3 separate regions of the Drosophila melanogaster genome follow, and all the other regions are linked to region 2. Evidence: chromatin contacts called from public Hi-C and HiChIP or PLAC-seq data. All regions are on one chromosome and are shown on one strand. The core of a region is the stretch at or near the end of the contact, and the rest is flanking DNA. Distances in the headings are between cores, read along the strand shown. Region 1 holds the start of lncRNA:CR44885 (long non-coding RNA:CR44885). Region 2 holds the start of CG32512. Region 3 holds the start of RhoGAP18B (Rho GTPase activating protein at 18B).

Evidence for each region. A called contact is a pair of places that touch in the nucleus more often than the background predicts. HiChIP or PLAC-seq counts read pairs in DNA pulled down with a chosen protein or histone mark.
Region 1: a contact with region 2 is called in a Psq HiChIP or PLAC-seq map of the Kc167 cell line, with 4 times the contacts expected there. The contact joins the promoter of lncRNA:CR44885 here to the promoter of CG32512 in region 2. A contact is called at or near these places in 1 of 107 Hi-C or Micro-C datasets (eye imaginal disc) and 1 of 6 datasets of contacts at active chromatin or transcription factors (the Kc167 cell line).
Region 3: a Hi-C map of the Kc167 cell line shows a contact between it and region 2, with 2.5 times the contacts expected there. The contact joins the promoter of RhoGAP18B here to the promoter of CG32512 in region 2. A contact is called at or near these places in 5 of 107 Hi-C or Micro-C datasets (the Kc167 cell line, the S2 cell line, embryo and 1 more).

What each region holds. Positions count from the first base shown.
Region 1 is chrX:19,786,600-19,789,834 of dm6, forward strand. It overlaps lncRNA:CR44885 (long non-coding RNA:CR44885), which reads right to left and starts at 1,557. Exons shown (of 3, transcript NR_123962.1): 1 at 1,443-1,557; 2 at 607-696; 3 at 131-544.
Region 2 is chrX:21,065,452-21,068,858 of dm6, forward strand. CG32512 reads right to left here and starts at 2,089. Exons shown (of 3, transcript NM_001298580.1): 1 at 1,149-2,089. The coding sequence starts at 1,768. All of the region lies in intron 2 of bves (bves,), which reads left to right.
Region 3 is chrX:19,165,500-19,168,557 of dm6, forward strand. RhoGAP18B (Rho GTPase activating protein at 18B) reads right to left here and starts at 1,583. Exons shown (of 6, transcript NM_001298497.1): 1 at 1,358-1,583.

The DNA.
Region 1 (3,235 bases), core at 307-2,806, 1.3 Mb before region 2:
CGATTACATTACCAACTTAATTAATTAAAAATAATAATGCTCATAGTATTTTCTTAGTCTGGTGCCTCATCACGTTGAAATAACGTTAGAAAAGAGCGTAGAGTACCTGAATTTTGACCTACCACCTGCGGAATAGGATTTGCCATCCCTGCCACTTGAGCAATTCTACGCAGAGTCTCTGCGCCACATGCCTCCATACTCGGATCTCGATCCTCGATATCCAACCGGGTAATTGCAAGGTGCGTGCATCGATATGTCTCTGCTATATCGGCAGATTTATACGGACGGACGAATGGACAGACGAACGGACAGACGAACGGACAGATAGACAGACGGCCGGAGAAGGGAGGGTGGATCTTGCGTGCTGGTGTCAATCACAGTCCTTCTATCGCTCGGGTCGGGTTTTTGGTTCCTCTGCGTGCAACTTGTGTGCCGCAGTTAATGACTTTTTAATTGAGCAGGTACAGATGTCCGTCCCAGCGCCGTCACTTTTTTCCCTCTTTTCTCTTAATTGCGCGGGACGATGGGCAACTTACACCTGTAACTTTGAATTCTCAATAATGCAATCTAGCGACGTGTATGCAGGATTTCAATGCTGTAACTCACCACTGTCGTGTGCAGTAACAATATGTTTTTGAATTAAATTAAAATAAAACATTAGCTTTGTTTATGCCATCACTGTTTCATTATTGAATCCTGCAAGCAAAGTTGATCAATTAAATGTAAGTGTATGTTTAAAATCAAATAGAGAGGATTTTACCACAACTTTCAAATTTGTTGACATATGTATGTACATGAAGACTTATTTGTTTATATACTTGCATATGTACTTGTGTAGATTTCTATGTAAACGCATGCTATTATCTAGTATTTACTCTTCACACGGTAATTATGAATTACACAGCAGAAATTGCTCACTTTTCTTTCTATACTCTAAAAGTGGGTATCTTAGTTTTATAGATCTCCTCTATAAAACTGTGAAAATAAACCTTCTAAACTTTCTAAAAGTATGTATATGTATGTAGATTCTTGAAAAAAAAATCCAATTAATAGTAAAAAACTCAAGGATTGTACCACATACCTGTGTACATATGTATGTACGTACATAAGTATATGTACATACATGCATATGTACATATGTATGTACATACGATCCTATAAAAACATTCGCGTTGAATATTGTCGACTTTATAGGGTTGATTTTAAAGATATTTTCAAGTAATACGATTTTTGTACCCGGTACATGAGTATATCATAACACATTTTTATATACAATATGTAACTTGTAAGCAAATTAAATACAATCTTTTAATCTTGTATCTGCCAATGGAAAAAGTATGTACATATGTTGATTTTGATCGGCGCATCTTTACCAATTTATGTACATCTATACATCCAGATATGATCATTATTATTACTATTATTCATATTATTATTAATACTTTGTGCGGATCGCTGTGGTGGGCCATTGTTGTTGTTTTTCTTTCTGTTGTTGTTGCTGCGTTTGTTGCCTTGTTTGCTTGTCGGCTGTTTTCGTTTGCACAATATCTATATCTTACTCTCTTTCGTCCCTGGCGTTTTCTTTCGTTTTCTCTTCCCAATCTCCGCTTGTTTGCCCAACACTTCTTCTTCTTCTTCATCATCTTTCACAGCGCTCTCTTCATCGTGCTCTGCTTCTTCCTCATCAGCGCCTTGAGTTTCAGTTCTCATTTGCATATCTCAAAGATTTTTATTTTTGCCAGTTACGATTTCAATTACTCGCGCCAAAAGAAGAAGAAGACGAAGCAGCAGAAACGCGAAGAAGAGAGTGATAGTGATAGATGGATTGGGATGGGAATGGGTGGTGGGAAGAAAGAGAAGATCGATGGGAGAAGAAGAAACGGAAGAGCCGAACAGCCGGCAAGCAAAATAATGATCGTAGAGCCTCTTAAAACAGGGTGAAATGCGAGAAAACCATCACAAAAACTAAGTACACAAATTCACATACAGATACAGATACGAACGCCGATGGAAAAACACAATGGGCAACTAAGCCAAACCAAAACAACAAAACGAGCGACAAATACTGCTCGATCATAATTGAAAAATGCTTGCTGGCCAACAAAAACAATAACAACAGCCAAACAACAATGAGAGAAAAAACAGCAGATGCAGAACGCACCAACAACCAAATGCCATCGCATATTTTTAAGCAGTGGCAAAGGAAGAGAAAGGGAGAGAGAGGGAGAGCGACACGAAAAGGAGTTGAAAATGTAAAGGAATTCAATTTGAAATGCAAACAATGCAGCTCACACACACGCATACTAACGCATACGAATGGGAAGTGCAGTAAAATGGCAATGGAACACGAACAGCGAAATGAGCAGAGAAGAAAACATCGCGGCGGCAGAGCCGTCGGCTGAGGCAGAGGCTACACTCGCAGAAAAACTATGCGAAGTAACAGTAGTGTGCCCTGTGTCCATTTCATTATTATCAAACTAGATTATACAAATATAGAGAAAGGGTAACAGTGATTTACGTACAGGGTGTGAAAGGGGATAATCTTAATCTAATTTTATCCACAATGTATTGAAAACACAAATAAATCTTCTAGTGCGGCATACCGATAATTAGAGGGTTATGCTGATTGTACTATTACAAAAAGGCGCTCTTACTCAAAACGTACATTTCAGTTGTGTAGCACTGTAAAATGCTTATTTGTAGATCCAAATTTTGGTTCAATTTAATGAATTGGTTGTTTTACGAGACATTTATTTCTGTGTAATGTTAACTTACAATTTTTACTACTAAAAGTAAGAGTATACGAATTATACTATTTGAATCTAACGGATGATTGTATTGAAAGTGGGAATATATGTATATATATCTTTTATTATAGCTTTTTGTTCTTATCTTAACTACCTTTTTTCATTTATTAATTAATGTCACAAAGTCGTAGAGTTGCCACATAGTGCGACAAGGCAAAGTGACACCGGAAATTGGGTAAACGCAGCTCCATTGGCGTGGGCAGTTGGCTTTATGGGGGGGAAAAGTGTGGGTAAAATGTTGGGGATGGTGGGAAGGTGGGAAATGGATGTGGATGTGGAAGGGTCACAGCTTGGCTGGCATTTCCTGTGGCCAACTGTACCTTCTGTTCCGCACACACACGCACACACACAAACACAAACGCAGGAGCAGGCTTACTCACACATGCGCCGAGTTTTAATCATTTAAAATCGCAACTGTTATTAATATT
Region 2 (3,407 bases), core at 839-3,338:
TTAGACTCACGCACTTGTCGTTAGTAATGCGGCCTAGAGGCCCAAATTCCCGTGAATCACCAACAGAAATTGGGGCTTACGTTAACTAAGGTTAGGAAAGGAGGGGTTCTTCTGTTTGGCTATGCAATTGTTAATAAATTATTCCATTTCTTGGGGTTCCACTGTGGCGATCGATATCGTGCAGGTCACGAGTTTGGCGTCTGCTGCCAGGCATTATCAATGGGGTGCTAACAATCTGTTTAATGGTCTTCGTTGTATTTCGCTTTCTGGCCAAAGCTGTTCAGAAAGTTTGAGAGTGCTGCAAATCAGTTTAGTGTTTAGTAGCTGTGACATTTTAGTTAAATACATACATACATATATTGTTAAACTTAGTCTAATAGTCTTTAATGCTTATGTTAAGAAGCCACTTTAGTGTGTTAATAGACCAACGACAGACGTTTCTTGTGTCTGCTGTTTGCATAACGGTTGTACGCCCCAGACAACAGCAGACGGTGGAAAAATTCTACGCTTATATTTGCATTTATAAATATCAATATAGGGGCGTGATCAGCATGATCCGCAGCCGTGACAATGAACTGATAAGAGCTGATAGTGGCGCTAGCATTTAGGATTTCCTTCCTTCGTCAGCTGATGAATTTATTGGTACATATTTAGTAACAGGGGGCGTGCTATATGCCGACCAATGATCGCTACAAAATAATCTTTATGATACATACAGATCAATTTTACTTCGGGTAACTCAATATTCTCCCGTAAATATTAACTTCATTGGCTATTTTTAGAAGTATTTGCACTTTGTGATCATACAAATACAAAATATTCGCCGTCAACGGAGTAAAACTACCAATAAGTTAATTGGATTCGCAACAGAGTTGTTAACAGAACTAATGGAATAATAGAAACTGCACTAAGAGTCAAAAACCTGAATTGTAGAAAAACTAGCAGATATTTTATTTTAAGCGGCACTATCCAAATGTTAAATATTTTAAAGTGACTTAAGTGGCAGTATGCGAATATATTAGAAAGTTTCAACGGAACTCTATCTCCTAAATTTGTAGCAGGTAATTATTGAAATGAGACAACTTAGGAGTCCAGTTGAAAGATGATGGATGATGTGTTTTAGCGGGGAATAATGGTGGGAGACTTACGTGTACAGGCGACTGGCCTGCAGCTTGGCCACCAGGCAGGTGATTCGCTCGGACACCTGCCTAGTCATCTGGGTGCCGATGGCCAGGGCGTCGTCCATTGACGGCTCCATGGAGCTCAGCTTGCGCTGCTGTTGAGCCTTCAGGGCGGCGGCGGGCGTGCTGGTGGCCAAGGGCTCCTCCTCCTGCAACTCCATCTCCTTGAGCATCTGCTGCTGCTGCTCCTGCTGCAGCTTGCGAAATCGCGGGCAGAATCGTAAGAGGTCGCTTCTGGGTGTGGGGGCCGGTGAGATGACCTTTGGACTGGTTGTCATATCCGCCGACGGCGACGATTTCAAAACGGTTTCGGTAACGCCGCTATCCTCGCTATCGCTGCCGGTGACCGAGGAGGACGAGGAGGAGGAGGAGGAGTCGCTGGCGCTACTGCTTAGCTCGAGTTCCTCAAGGAACTGCTGTTCCCTGTGCAGATCCTTTTCCAGATCTCTCCGCTGCTGCTCCTTCTTCTCGCGCTTCTTCAGCGTGTACTTGACACTCTTCACCGCCTTCGATGGCATCCCACAGGCCATGTAGCGCTCGATCTGCTGCTCGTTGTTTTTCTCCACGATCCCTGAATTGTGGCACATCTTTGCATTGGTTTCTGTGGCTCCTCTTTGAATTGATAATCCTTTTTAGATGCTCTGTATTCTTTTTGGCACTCTTCTTTGTCTCGCTTCGCACAGCAAAAAAATTTAATGGGGGTTACTTAACTTTCCGTTTGTATATTTTAAATATTGGATTTTGGGATTTTTCTACACCGCGCTTTCGGATCGGTTTGTGGGTTTTGACTGCGATTCTAACGTGGGGTTGGGTTAATATTTGGGGTGGTTATTTTTTTTTTTTTTGGATTCCGGGGGGACCAAGTGCGACACGCGGCGCGTTGAGGTGTGCGATTTTGAATGGGAAGTCGCCGCTGCCATTAGCTTTTATATATACCGCCGACAACGCCAGTTCTTGCGCCAACGGCGCTGCCCGCTCTGCTTCCGCTCTCTTCGGACGCGGCGAACGCTCCGCTCTCTTCGGGATCTACATTTTGCACTCCGATCGAATCGGCGGAGCTGATGCAACAGTGGGACTAATGGCGGTGCCCAGTGGGTTGCCCAGTAGTCCAGATCAGCATGATCGCGTGCTTTCTTATCCGCAAAGTGCATTTGCCTTTATAACCGTAAAAGCCAAACACTTGGATTGATAGATGGCTTTATTGTTATATCGTTATATATATATATCGATCGACTGTGTAATTATATGTAAAGCTACCAATATATGTAATACTACCAATAAGATAAAATCTGTACTAGGATGTATATTTCCAACGCTTGGAAATGAAAATCAGACAATTGAACAGATCGATGATCCATAGATCTGTGTCACTCCAATCTATATAGTAATCTAAATATAATATGTAAAATGTATTAACTATCGTATACAAATTAAGCCATATATTCAGACAATCAATCGTATGATTTAAAATGGAACCGAACAGATAAGATTAGTCAATTGGTCTGCGATTATTGGCATTGGTTTATAAATTTAGCAAAACAATTGACTCAATTCCAGTTTCGTTTGAATCAATTTGAAATTGTTTGGTTTTTTTTTTTTTAACATTGGTGTCAACCCACTTAAGCCGGATTGCAAATCCCACTGTGCGATGCGTTTAAACTGGATTATCCCAAAAAGAGCGGCCGTTGGGAGGCTGGGCTTCAGCTGGCGATCTCTTAAATCTAGCGAGGTTTTTAAGAGAGCCGCCGCCTTATCAACAGCAAGTCTCAATTAATGGTGGCTGTCACGCTGCGATCGTTTGGCATTATATGCCGCCTTATAAGCACCTGACAAATGGATGCCACATGTGAATAGTTAGTGGCCCAACCTTCAGACGTTTATTTTTTTCGATTTTTTTCGCCAGAAACTTTCCAACAATGTTGCGCCGAAAAAGTGTGGAATCCACAGCGGGATGCAAATGCCTTGAATTCCTGCGACGTCACCAGCGCGTTCGAGCAATCCCCGCCTAATGCACACATACATACATATGTATCCATATGTACATTGGATCCACCGATTCTGGTTTATCACCAGTGAGTCGTCGGCTTAAATTCGGCGAATGGCTTCGATCACTTGCGTCGTGGGGAACGATTTCTTATTTCGATTTCGGAGAAACTCCCCAACGGATATTTAATATTCTGTTACCCATTCGGGGGGAAAAACTTTTCCACCCACCCCCCGGATTTT
Region 3 (3,058 bases), core at 333-2,832, 1.9 Mb before region 2:
CTTTTTCGGTTTTTGTTTTGTTTATGGGGCTCTTCTAGGCGCACAGTGGTTGTGGATCCATTTTATGGCTGGCAAAATACTGTGAAATCGGAACTATATCCTGTTACGTCCATATGGTCCTTCAGGCGGGATAAGAAAAAACCCTTTAATCACCATTTGTGGACAATTCCTTTCATTTTTTGTCTCGTTCTTGATGTTTTTATACTAGTTATGCTATCGAACATATTATTGATATTTATGGAAATTAATATCCCCCACATACGACATACATTTCGTTATAAACAAGTTTTAGGTAAGCTATTAATGGTTATAGAAATTTTAATTTATTGATTTGTCGGAACATGTTTTGAAAACCTCAGAACCCCAGACTTGACAGTGGAATATTGATTTTTTCCAGCGACCACTGTAGCCCATTATGAGTGTTAACTTTTTTTTTTTATTTATTTACCCCGCTTCGAGAGCTTTCTTCGCCTAGTCTGCATGCAAATCGAAAAACAACAATGTGCGGCATTTTGTATAGATCGAAAACTCGTATCCAGATGCCAGATGGAGAACAATAGTGACACAAATTGGACAACGAAACAACAACAAAAAAATGATCAGAAAGGGAACTTATCAATCACAACTTTCACCGAAAATAGCCATTCGGAAACAAATAAGGCAATAATCCGCGGCCAGATGATGCAATTCCACTGTGCGCTTAAATGTTTTACACACTTGTCGCGGAGTGTTTATCACTGCCCACCGTTGTGTTGTTGCTTTTATTGCCATGGTTGTTTTCGCTGTCGCTTATCACGCGCTAAAATTTGTGTGTGCGATGTGTGTGTGTGTGTGTGTGTGTGTGTATGTCACACAACACGCATAGCTGCAGTCAAAATAATAGTGTCGAGCATTTCAAGCAGTGATAATGCAACTGCTCTGGCTTTCTTCTGTTGAGCAGCCCCGATTAAAGTGAAATAAAGATAGTGTTGCTATGTATATACAATGTAATTTTTAAGACCATATATTAAGTCGCAAATATTTGGCTATCAGATAATTCATGCACTTAACAAGTACGCGATAGGTTATTTTCAAAATCGCTATGTGCGAAAAAATATTAAATTAGCTTGAACTTTTCTTACTATTTTTATTCGGAAACCTATTTAGGCAGAGCAATTTTCAAAAAATTATATCAAGTTTACGACTTGAAATATGACTTAAAAGTTACAGTTAGTTAATATGTATTTTATCAGCAAAACAACTTTTCTCAGATATTTTTTTTATTTTGGAAATCCCAAAACTCTACCCACAGGTGTGTGGCAACTGTTTGCTCTTGATTTTGTATCTCAGCAGAGCCAATTACGAGTGCGTTACTCACTGGCCAGCAGCAAGTGCATTGGCAATTCCAATAGCTGACCACTGATAGCCGACTATTGATGCAGTGGCAAAGATGCAACAGCAAGCGCATCTGCAAACGTCACGTACGCGCCTCAATTAAATGCATCGCATCACATTAAAACAACTCAAAATCAGCTCAGAATCAACAGCAAATCAACGAAACCGAATGGGCAAATCGAAAGGGACGGCGGTTGACAGGCGACTAAAAGCCAAATCACCGAGCACAAACTACGGAGCGACTAACTGTGGCCAAGTGGCACACTCAAAGCCCAAAAACACGGCGGCAACTGCAAATAAACAAAAAATCAGAAACCGAAAACCGAAAAAAAAAACCGAAAAGCCAAAGCAAAACAACAGCGGCGCAAAACAATACCGAATGTGAATAGGGATAGGAATACGGGTGCTATAGATATGGGAATAAAATACATATAGTACATAGATGTAACCAAAAGCTGAAGAAACAGAAACACCGGCCGCACCTCTGCCGCAGTCGACGTCGGCGTTCGCAGAGGCAGCGGCAGAGGCGTCGACAGCCCACGCAAACGTCAAGCGGAAAGGGAGAGACCCCACAAAAAGAGGCGGAGAATCGGGGGGAGCGATAGGAAGCAGAGCACCGACGTCTTGATACCCTCTAATACAGTGGGAACATGCTATGGGGTATACTCTTATACCCTTTGCCACAGAATTCGAGAATATATCCTATGTTTTCTGCATCCTTAAAACCCTGCTGTTATGAAAACAGCAAAATTACATACTTTTAGTTAACTTTTAGATAGATAGATTTTAAATAATTTTAAAATACAAGTTAAACAATATTCTCTATATAGCTATATCGTGTATCCCATTCCACTCAAGTGATTCTTGAGACTTATCTTAGGATTTCTTCTTTCTGAAAACTCTTCTGTAAATTTCCTTCCTTTAGAACTTATCAACATGGTACGTCACATTTACAAAAGTAACCAACGTGTTGACACAAATATTAACAAAAATTGCTAATTAAGTTAAATATTTATCAGTCCTTCATTGTCTGCACCAATTCAAAATTCATATGCATACAATCGCCAATCACTATCTTTATCAGTTTCGAGTGCTAGAAATTGATAGGGAATCTTGTACGATAATGAAGTGTGTCTCATTCAGACTAAGTTAGGATCGTCATTTTTTTTAACTAATGCAGCAAAAGAATCAGTTCTGCAGAATACTCCTATCAGCTGGTGAGTCACAGCAAGCGGGATCTCCAACTGATATGCCCCACGTGAGTGCGGGGCATATTAAACGCCACACGAATGGCTTTTGAATAATATTTACATTCATTCACCTGAACGAGTGCCAGTGTGAGTGTGAGTGTGAGTGTGAGCGTGAATGTGAATGTCAGTGTGAGTGCGAGTGAGTGAGTTGCGTGGCGTGGCGAAGGCGGCCAAATGCGAGCGAGTTGCGTTGTTAATGTGCGCAAAACAATGCTGAAACCACGACGATCGAGGGAATCTGGGGGCTTGGAGCTTGGAGCTTGGGGCTTGGGGCCTGGGGATCGTCCCAGCAAAAATGACGAAATTATGGCAGCAACTAGTTATAAACAATGCACATTAAATGCCAGCAGCTCCTAGGTAACAAATGTAGAAGCGGCGGCTCATCACAAAGTTAATTCGTATATAGAAGCAAACTAAAAATGCTAGAAGTATAT